Linked DNA regions of Gossypium hirsutum: region 2 is linked to region 1. The links are chromatin contacts, called in public Hi-C maps. All regions are on one chromosome and are shown on one strand. The core of a region is the stretch at or near the end of the contact, and the rest is flanking DNA. Distances in the headings are between cores, read along the strand shown.

The links. Hi-C and Micro-C count contacts between places; a contact is called where the count stands out from the background.
Region 2: a contact with region 1 is called in a Hi-C map of leaf, with 1.6 times the contacts expected there. The contact joins the promoter of LOC107945515 here to the promoter of LOC107945513 in region 1. A contact is called at or near these places in 12 of 34 Hi-C or Micro-C datasets (anther, callus, fibers and 3 more).

The regions. Positions count from the first base shown.
Region 1 is chrD12:34,584,734-34,590,580 of Gossypium_hirsutum_v2.1, reverse strand. It overlaps LOC107945513, which reads right to left and starts at 3,476. Exons shown (of 3, transcript XM_016879552.2): 1 at 3,090-3,476; 2 at 2,089-2,334. The coding sequence starts at 3,107.
Region 2 is chrD12:34,740,344-34,746,190 of Gossypium_hirsutum_v2.1, reverse strand. It overlaps LOC107945515 (protein HEAT INTOLERANT 4), which reads left to right and starts at 2,121. Exons shown (of 16, transcript XR_005921527.1): 1 at 2,121-2,639; 2 at 3,028-3,066; 3 at 3,176-3,229; 4 at 3,365-3,428; 5 at 3,752-3,810; 6 at 4,492-4,616; 7 at 4,815-4,874; 8 at 5,093-5,140; 9 at 5,468-5,526; 10 at 5,642-5,721.

The DNA.
Region 1 (5,847 bases), core at 2,227-4,726:
TGATTTATAAGTGTAGGCAGCACTTTTCCCTATCTATTGGCACACATCTCCATGATGCATTCATAAGATAAACCATTAAAGACATATTGTAAACATACGAGGTGAATTGAGTTTGAACGTTAATGGTGTCATGTTTTTCCAAAATCATTGAGAGGTACCAGATCTCATCTCGGAGTTATATACATTTATCATTAAATAAAATATCAATTTCTTGGTAAAAAGATTCTAAATCTTCATCTGTCTGTCATCAGAACCACATATTCCTAAACACCCTGCTCATCACAAATTTGTCATTTCTCAATCTCACCAAACTATGCTATTTTTAGTCTAATTTGTTTTCATCTCTCAATTTAAAAATATATAAAAACTTACACTTTCAAATTGTCTCATATCATTAAATGGAAATTATAAAAAGTTAAAAATATTTCCAAGTGATAAGTGAGTATAATATCATAATATCACATTAGAATTTAAATTAATGGAATAAAATAGATTTAATTGTCAAATTAAAACTACTCTAACTCAAAAAAAGAACATTCTTATCATTTTATTGACCAGAAGGAGGGATTAAGAGTTAAGGTTAATCAATCTATCTTAATAAGTGGTCTAATCTTTTAAAAATTTTAAAGTGATTTAATAAATTATCTAAATTTAAAAATTAAGAAAAAAGGAAAACTTAATATAACTTTTTTTATATAAAGTAAATCATTATCCCTTTTTATTAAAGGTCCAAGCTATATGCTAAAGATTATTGGTTACCCACTTTGCTAGCATAACATCAAAGAAAAGATTAAATGATCCAACTAAGCCACTTCCCCCACCACCCTAGCACATGCATATGCCACTCAACATAGCTTTATATTCTTCTTTCGTATGGCATTGTCCCCCCTATTTAAAGCTACCTACCAAAACTAGAAAAAGCTATGTTTTGAGATATTTTATAAGGGAAATGTTACGAATTATATTTTATTATTATAAAATAAGTAAAGAATGCATTTTTCTTTGAAAAAAAAATCTAAATTAATTTTAGAAAATCCGAATAATTCAATGGGTAAATTACATTACAGGTCATTCAATTATGAATTTATTTTTTTATCACTCAACTATAAATTTTATTAAATTGGTCACTTAATTAATCAAGTTTGTGTTTTTTAGTCATATTTCGTTAAATGTAGTAAACTATTAACAGGAGAGTGAGGTTGCAATTTAAAAATTAATATAATAATAAATTTAGCCTTAACTTTTACATATTATGTCAGTTTAATTATAGTTTTGAAAAATTAACTCCCAATATTTACATATTATTTTATTTTTATCTTAATTTTAAAAAAATTAAATAAACATATAAAAATGTATAAATATTATTTAAAAATATATAATAAAATAAATAGTAAAAAAAATTGGGTTTCTCTTTCGGGGAGTAACAAGTTATTATCTTCATCATCTTCGGTTCTTAGTTACATTTGTCTAGTGCTTTAATATAGCCCTCCTTACTGGACCAAAAAGGGGAAAAAGCATGTTTTTTCTTCATTGAAGAGTTTTAAGTCTGCAATGAAGTTTTTTCAAATTTGGAATGACACTTCCAAACATCTGTTCCCTATTTAGCAAAATTAACTACAAAAGATCCTGCAAAACGATCCATCGATTTCGGTGAAATCAACCCTAGATTGCAAAACTACCCAAAATCCATTGAAGCCAACTGAAATTGATTTGAAACCCAAATTCCATCTAAGACCCATCAACGTTGGAAACCCCAAAATCATATTAAAACACAAAAGAAGAAAATCCATGAAACCCCTCAAGATAATGACTTTTATTACTCCCACAAAAGAGCAGCCCAATTTTTATTAATTCTTATTTTATATTATATATTTTTCGATTTTTTAATTAAGATTAAATTGAGAAAAGAGTTAATTTTTTAAAATTATAATTAACTTAATATAATATATAAAATTAGAATTAAATTTATTATTATATCGATTTTTAAGCTGCGACTAATTTACCCTAACTCAATTTATAACATGAAAACTCATCAACTTAAACATTTTTAATCTGATCTATTATTTTGAAAATGAAATCTATACTTACGGTTGGAGAGTGATGAGTGGGAGGGTAATGGTGGTGATCATCTGTAGTAGGGGCAGTGGTAACAGTGGTGGCGGTTGGGTTAATAAACTCTTCTTCATTCCCAAGACTGGCTCTTGAAACTTCCCTCTTGTTTTGCATCCTCATTTCCCTAATCTTTGAGAAGTCAAGTGAGTAATCTGGCAGCTGCCCTTGCCCTTTCTGCTGCCAGTCCCCAAATTGTGGCACTGATAGCCATGCTCCATTTTTCTATTTCAAGTTTCACAACCAAATCAATACCTTAATTAACTCTACCTCCATGCTTTTAACTTCAGCATTGTTTGATCACAATCACTAGTATTTAAGAAAACCAAATTTGTTGGTAGTTCAAAACAATGAAATCCCAATTCCCACATTCGCAATCTGCTGCTCCATTTTATTCAACAGTTCTGAAATTTTATTAACAAAAACACCATAACTGCTCAAAGCCTCTCTTTCACCATTGGCTCAAAAGAAAAAGGTGGCATAGAAAGCAGATATGGAGATTCAAAAAAGCTGCAATTAAAAAGTAATCCCAATGCTGAAAGTCTGAAGTCTGAACCAAGTTTTCAGCTCTAACAAAAAAGTGTTGATTGCGTTTCAAAAGTCAAAAGGATATTTATTTTAAAAGCTGTGAATTAAAATTTCAGTGGCAGAGAATTCATCACACTGCCGGATAGCATTAGCCAATAGGCACAAATCTCTAGACACAGTAAGAAAATCAACCAAAGCTGAAGGATTAAATTTTAAAAACTAGAAGAGTATAGGGACTAAAAGCTTATTTAGACTAAATAAAGCACTTATACCATAATCTTTTTTTTCAACTCTACGATTATCGATTTTTTCATGGAACTAAGGTAAAGAATATACATACACAGTAAGATAAACATGTAGTTTAGCTTCAACCCTGAGCTCAATTTCCTTTCTTTTTTCTCAACAATATAAAACGGAGGCTAAAACCCCCAAAAAAGAAAAAAAAAACTCACCTCCTTACGATCTTCCATGCTTGACACCAAAAAGAAAAAAGAACAAAGGTGATTTTGCCGAAGTTTTAAAAGTTAGAGTTTGAGAGGAGAAAACTGTGGGGATTGAGGGAGCTCTCACAGCAAAACTGATAGAAAGCCACCGAATTGGAATTCTGTATGGAAAACACTAACCAGCACGTAATGAGATCAATCAGTCTCTGCTTTTATATATTTTTATATGCGTTTCTCGATGATAGACTTAACTTTTTATTGAAATTACATGGAATACCACTCTTTCGACAAGCTTTACGTTTACCATCGAAGTTTTTTATGCTTTGTTGCTCACTCGTTTTTCTTATGTTTTCCTTGTTTTGCTACATTCTTAAATGAATAGAAGGAAAGATTCCAATATCTCTTTTAGATGTTTGTTATGTCAGTTCGCCATCAATACACGTGCCAACATGATAGATGGTGCTGATCTCTTTTGACTTCACTTAGGACAATGTCTTGGGTGATCGCTCGTCCTATCTATAGGAATGATGTCTTTTCATTGTCGGAATCACCCGCTAGACAAGCCCTCCCACTCTCTAATGGTGAGATAAGCACCCACGAATATAGCAACCTCAAGTCAATGAAGGGTTCACTTGATCATAATAACCTTGTACTGATTGAATAAAGAATAGGATAGGCCCCACCATGAATACCATTCACGATCATAAATATCCTTTACGCATTTTGTGGGACTGAGTATTTATCTTGCCACGTTACACTAGTAGACAAGAGAACCTCTCTTATACCTTTCTAACGTTAAAGAAGGGATTGATTTTTCTAGCCCTAAAGTTACTTTGCCCAAATATTCTCTCTCTTTCCAAACAATCAGCTTTTCCTCTTATTCCTTTCCGGCTCTTTGCCTTTTTTGGTGAACCGACCTCTACAGAACCACCACTTACTCCTCCTTATCTCTTTATCCTCCCTTTTTGTACCTTGTATCAACAATTGGTGCAGTGGGTGTGGACCGTACGATGCCTACGTCTCAGAATGATGCTACTCACAACCCCATAAAGCCCACCAAGTCCAGCAACCCTACCAACTCCTCTGCTCAAGCAATCGGTGGCAACCTCATTAACAACGAGCTCCCTTCAAGTCAAAACCATCCTTCTAGCACTCAAACAACAAACTAATCAAATCTTAGCCCTCTTGAAGCTTTTTACCCAATTATGGCCCCCATTAATGCTTCTCTCTTTGTTCCCCTGGTTGACACTGGCATTGCCATCCCACCAATTGCCTTAGGTACCCAACCTCTTTCTAGAACCCCTCTTCAAGATCATAAGGACTAACTCTTGCAATAGATTCTCTCCCATCTAGTGACTCCTCCCTCTTAACCACTACCACTGCCACCCATATCGATCGATGTCCTAACAACAACAAGCCTCTAGCCCTCAACACCAAGCCAAAGAGATGCAGGAGAAGATGCATCTCATAGAAGAATGGCTTCTGGCCCAACAACGTCAGTTTCAAGAGCAACAAGAGTGCCAATGCCTATTAAATTTGAAGAATGCTCATAACGAGCAACTAATTGCAGAACTACGAGTGTCCAAAGATGTTTCCAAGGATACCAATTTGCCTCATCCTCTCCATCTGGAAGGTTCAACTCAGTCAATTGTTTGTAGGAACCAGAAGGACAATAGTGGTGCTGAAGACATAGAAGAAGTTCAACCTGTTAATCATCCAAATTAGGGGACCTGTAGCAATGTAGCTTCAGTTGTGAAGCAGATAGTGTCACATGTGAAATGATATATGATTTGTGCAAGTATACACGTCGAATCAAGTAATAAAGTGATGAGTGAGTATCGTTCCCACAAGGATCGAATTGAGGCATAAAAGTGGTCAAGTTATTATAATATATTGCAATTAATGCTATGATAAAGTTATAGTAAGTATGCAGTGGCAATTAAAGGAATAATGATTTATGCAATATGTGGAATTAATGAATACTTAGGAAGGTTATGGCAAAACAAGAGTAGAAATGTAATGGAAATTATGAGAATTACTATGGGAATATTATGTAAACGATCGAGTAAATAACTAATAATGATGTGACAAAGATACTATGACAAAGAATAAAGGATATACGATATTGATTTGGAAGGTCGGGATTACTAAGAATCTACTCTTACTGTCAATAATGCCTTAGCAAAATCATACTGCGATTTATTGCTCAAAAGAGTTCTAAAATGGTTTGCTTCTTTTGAGAGCATAAACCTCAAGTTACCTTGCCCATGTCTATAACCCTTAATATGGTACCCTGAATTGTTCTCCTTCTGTTTGAACATTGCTTTATGTCTATAGTCTACTACAAGTATCTGTCGAGTACTTTCTCATATCATTCAATATCAATCCAATTAATCCAACCTTTTCAGAATTAAATTAGCTTATGGACATATCAAACAGTCGTCTATGTCTAGGGATTGCACACATACAATTTAGAAATAAAACAATTGAATGAAACAGTAAATTGATTCGGATCTATGCTTCAACCATTAAAGAAAATAAAAGTTTCATCATGTAATCCTAACCTGATGAGATTTAGCTCATGGGTTGGCACATAAAATTCAAAACGAAAATAACATCAACACCATTTTCATCATTCAATTCACGGAAGAACAAAGTAAGAAATACGAAAGACTTTGGGAAGACAGCTTTCGAGTGATCAATTCTCCCTCCAACAACACAGTGTCATGCGGTGGTTGAGAGAGATTGCTTTCGTCTTCCTCTTTCT
Region 2 (5,847 bases), core at 872-3,371, 160 kb before region 1:
GCCGAGCTAGAAATGTCACAATTGATAACCTGCTGACGTGTTTCAGTATCAAGGAGCATGGAGGTGACTCCTTGAACTGTGTAGGGAACTTGACTAGTTGTAACAATAGAAATCACAGATTCATATTCAGAAGGCAGCCCATTGAGAATTGCTGTGACATGCTCATGTTCACTAATGACTTCACCGCAGCTGGCTAGATTATCACAGCAGCTTTTAACTTTCATCAAGAAATCCTTCATACTCGCATCACCCTTGCGTTGAGAGTGCAAGGATCTGCGATAAAACATCAGTTTGGATGTGGTTTTACTGCCATATAAAGTGACAATGGCATTCCAGATTTTAGCACTGGTGTCCATACCAATGAGATGAGGTAGGACAGTTTGACTGATTGAAGAAAGTAGCCACGACGCAAGCGCACTGTCTTGCTGTTCGAAGCGCTCAAACTCCGGGTTTACACGAAGACCACCATCATCATCAGGGACAAACTGGATGGGAGGAGCTTGCTACGTATCCAAGAACCCTTGAAGTTTATGCGCTTTTAGTGCCAACAGAACCTGTTGCCGCTACAACAGATATGTATCATCATTAAGAAGAACACTAATCTTCTTTGTAGAGAATAACCTATTGTCAACGACTCCATCAGGTGCACTACATGCCATTGCAACAAGAGAGAAAAAAAAAACTGCACAGCGAACAAACTTAACCAAACGGAACCAGGATCGGACCTAAAGCTGATACCATGTTAAACTATAACAAGAGCAAAGAAACAAGAAGCTGAGAAGAATAATATTTTTCATATCGTAAACATGCAGACGTTTGCATGCTTTTATACACAGATGAAGGCAAAAATTGACGTAACCAAATAACTGCTGATTAACTATTATCAGCTTAACAAACTAACTGCTTTTGCAGTTACAAGCAGTTACAAACTAACAGCAGTATTACTCTTAACAAATACCACCTCAAGCGTGCTCAGGACAGGGTGAAGCAAATGGCTAATAGACATCGCAGTGACCGTGAGTTCCAAGTGGGAGACTTGGTGTTTCTTAGGCTGCAACCCTACAGACATACCTCAGTTCGAAAGGTCCTCAATCAGAAGTTGGCTCACCGATTTTTTAGGCCTTTCCCGGTGTTGGCCAAGGCTGGATCAGTGGCCTACAGACTTCAGTTACCACCAGGATCACGCATTCATTCAACTTTCCATGTGTCCCAATTGAAGAAACATATAGGCAGTCACACTGTCCAGGCTACCTTACCCTTAATCAGTCCTGATGGAGCTTTGGCAAAAGATTCTGTCCGTAATAAGAATGTAAAGGGCTACGGTTATGAAAAGTTTTGAACTGTTTTCTCCTTCTCTGCAATTCTCTCGTGCTCTCCTCTCTGCTTCTTCTTTTTTTTCTCTCTTCTCTCTCGTGCTTCGGTTATTTGGTTGGTAACATATTATTCTCTTACACTCACGTAATTTCAGAAACCATAAATACAATACTTACTATACATATTTTATATTATTATTTATTGAAAAAAGATGTAGCTTTTAAGTTTTATTATTTTAACATTTCAATTTTCAAGTTTTATGACTTACTTTTCCAGATTTTGTGACCTCTTCACTTCATGGCTTCAGTCTTAGTTGTTCATCTTCTCTTGTTTCTTTTATCTCTTTTTGCTTTCAAATTTTCATAAGCTTTTCAGTTAACCTTTCATTTTCATATCCTTTTCATTTCCTTTTAACCTTTCTTGTTTATAGTTCTACCTTTCAAACCATTTTCAAAAGTTCAAAATAAAGTAAACGAAACTTTGTCGGCGGTGGTGCAGCTTGAGATGGTGGCCGGCCAAAGCATAGAGATGAAGCAGATGGTGAAGGGACAAAGGCATTTTGCCTTTTTTTATTCGCTTGGATCTGTTTTTTGGGCTAGGAATAGTCATTGGACCGGTTCCAACTATTAAGATAAAATGGATTTTTTAAAGGTTTGAACCGGAATAATTTAAACCTAAACACAAAATCAGTTAAGTCGATTTCATCCGGTTTAAAAGGGTTATTCCCCGGTTGGCGGTTCAAATGGTTATCACTGAAGGCAGTTTAATTTACCAGGATAAATTGCTGACTCACAGTATTTTTAGCCAAAATCTATACACTAGAACTAGAATTTGTATTCCCGTCTTGCCCGGCCCTTGATCAAATCCTTTTGAAAACAAATTCAATCAACCCCTTCAATTTTAATTACCTCCGCTCCGCCTTTCCCCATCCCAAAAGAAGGACAAAAAAGACCCCTCAAATTTTGGTAGATCAATACCGCGTTGGATTAACGCTCAAAAAAGAAAAAGAAACAAAGAAAAAAGAAACCAAAAAACAATAATCCAGAAGGCGCCTTGTTCTTCTCCATATATTAAACACTTACACGAATCTGCTTTGCCATTGCCATTGCCTTTGTTGTTTTTTGTTGTTGTATTTGGACATTAATCAAATGAGGAAGGGCGGTAAGAGAAAATCCACCTCTCAGAAACAAGAGACCGAAGTAAAAGCTTCGTCTTCTTCGCAAGAGAATCAGAAGGAGAACCATAAACTTGCTTCCCAAGCTAAGCGTGCTAAGACCTCCAAGCCTCAACCCCAGCTTGAGTACTTTGAAGATAAGCGTAACTTGGTATAAAATTTTCTTTCATTTGAGTCCAGGTTTTGAATTTGTTTGTTTACGATTCTAATTTTTTCTAAATAGGATTGCCTTTAGGGTTGTTTCTTTTATGAGTTCACTGTTTTCGTTTATATAATATCTGAACAATTACTAGGTTAAGAGACTTAGGTTATCTGTTGACTTTTCAAATTTGAATTCTGAACTGTTAGTTTTGGATAACATCGAAGTTACAAATTTAAGTTGTGTTGCGATTGCCTTCTTATGTGAAGATTAGAGTTGAAATGGATACAAATTTTTAGCTTAAATAATTGTTTTTTGAGATGATTAGTGAGGAAAGTCGTGCTTTATCGTTGATGTTTTGGATCCATTTCGATGAAAATTGTCCATTTGCATTGTGTAGGAGGATTTATGGAAAGCTGCATTTCCTGTTGGAACAGAGGTTGGAATTTTGAGTTTGTCATGCTTGATTTTTTTGGTTTTGGTTAGTCTGATTTTGATGGATTCAAGTTCTGTTGCTTACATTTCGTTTTTCTTTTGTTGTGTGGCAGTGGGATCAATTGGACAGTGTTTACCAATTCAACTGGAACTTTTTAAATCTAGAAGTCAGTTGAAAAACTTCTTTCTTTTTTTCTCTCTGGTCTCATCTTTAGTTGCTAGCTTGCTGCTTTTGTTTTCCCCAAGTATCGTGCAAATTTGGTTCAGAGCTAACATGTTTTTACTGTTCTGTTTCAGGTCAGGAGGCATTTGAAGAGGGGGGGAGGCTATATGGGAAGAAAGTTTATCTCTTCGGTTGCACAGAGCGTAAGTAGTTCACTACTTTGGTCCTAGTATTTTGCACCTTTATATGGACAATTTTCATTTTCCCTAAGGGGAAATGGGTTTTTTATGCCATTGGTTGCATTATATTTTTCTGTTATTTACTTTTTATTGTCTTTGAAAAGAAAGAAAGAAAGCGTGTGTGTTGTTATCTGATTTATGCTAAGCTCCCGTTAAGTTCTATTTTTGGAAAAAATGAAGTTTCAATTTCTTCTGACTTGGAATAATGAAGTTTCAATTCCTTCTAACTTGTCCTTGTTTCCCATCCATTACACTTCATTAATTTTAGTGTTTTTCTGTTTGTGTAGCTCAATTGGTTCCTTACAAGGGAGAAAACAAAGTCATTTGTATACCTGTGGTTGTGGCTGTAAGTTGTCTAACATGGTTGTGAAGGGCTTAATGTTTTTCATGTTAAGTTGCTTCTTCTTTATCTTGGGATGAATGGATAAAGTGATTACAGGCATCTTTTATGCTTAAGGCTTACTCAGTAGTATCTATATGTAGCTTTGAAGTTATATATTCACTTTGCTCATTCCATTTTAACATTTTCCTTTGATGAATCTGCGCGGCTGTTCTTTTGAGGTGCACTTATCAAGCTTAGAACTCACAACTTCAGGCTTTTGCCTCTGGATAAATGGTTTCTTCCCTTCACCTCTAAAGGTGTGGGCATGATGTTAGACATTTGGCTTTTGATGACCATCTCACGATACATGTTATGGAATGATATTGAACTGTTTTCCATAGATACTTTTCTCAATGCAAAGAGCCATTTCGATCTGTTATATTTTTCTTTTGATGGAAGGGTTAAATTGGATCATATTAGCAACAGTCTAGAATGTTGAGTTAAAATATTCCTTCAATTTAGTTTTCTTTTATAATCCATAAGCAAGAAGCTTTGTTGTCTTGGCAGTGGTTTGTTATTTTCTGTGTTTGCAATGTCATATTATTTATGGTTTATGAGATTAATTTGTTTGAAACAGTTCTTTTCACTATGATCTAGTTGTATTTTCTTATTGATTAATCTTTGACCTTTGGTGGTCTTTTTCAGGTTGTCTCTCCTTTCCCACCTTCAGATAAGATCGGTATTAACTCAGTGCAGAGAGAAGCTGAAGAGATTGTTCCAATGAAACAAATGAAAATGGACTGGGTTCCATATATTCCACTTGAGAATAGGTACTCAGTATTTATCCATTTTTCCCTTTTTGATCAGATTTAAAGCTAATATTGAAAGGAATCATTTAATTTAATTCATCTATATAATTGCCCAAGTCGAAAAATGAAATATCATCTACTTTTTGTTTTATTACTTTTGGGATTGAATTGATCTAAAGCCAACGTTTGATGTGATTGTACATTTTGATTCCGCTACAGAGACAGCCAAGTTGATAGGCTGCAATCTCAAATGTTCATCTTAAGTTGCACTCAAAGAAGGTTCAGTTGTGCAAACTGACACTGATAATCCTCATTAATGATTTTTTTCGCCTTATGCATGAGATGTCAACTAGAGCCAATTGATCACTGTGTCTTTATTTCAACTGATTTAGTTTCAGATTGTCAACTTAGGTCACATATGCTTCTCTTGGTTCTCTCTGGAAAAATTGCTATATTAAGTTTGACTTGTATATTGTATATTGTATACTTTGTATCAGACCTACCAAAACTGCACCTCCTTCCCCCGGGCTAAGCATTGGAATAAGGTTCGCTTTTTCTGTGAATTGTCAATGATTTCTAATCAGCTTGTTGTTGTGGCAATGTGTACACAGTTCACCAAATGAAATGCTGATGCTTGTTGAAAATAACAATATAGAACTTCTGGTCATCCACTTAGGCTTTGGCTCTTTCTGATCAATATTTATTCCATGTTTTGGACCTTTCCGTGTTGTATGGGTTTTGATGTTATTTTGAGCAGCCGTATGGGGATTTTTTTTTATTATATCATCTCTGCTTGAACGTGGAGTATATGTGTGTTTCAAATGCATGCATGTATTTCGGCTAACTTTCTGTATCTGAAATTTCTTCTGCAGGGTTGCTTTAAAACAAATGAAAATAGACCGTCTCAAGAAATATGAGTATTGTCTGCCTTGTAAGTTCTCTAGATATCTCTGCAACTTATATTCTGTAAAATATGAAAAATATCAGTGTAGAAAAAGGTAAAGAAAACCCTTATCGCTGTATTGTTTGGTATGCCCTATTGACAGATTTTTATCAGCCTTTGAAGGAAGATGAGCTTGAACAAAGCACCGAGGTTCAAATAATTTTTCCAGCGGCACAAAAGCCAGTAAGGTTTTTTTATTTCTGAAAGTTAATTTTGGCTGGTACTAGATTAATTTTGACTGGTACTAGACTTTCTGGATATTAATGGGTGGACGGAGTTGACTTTAGGGTTTGAGTTAGTCATGCTTTG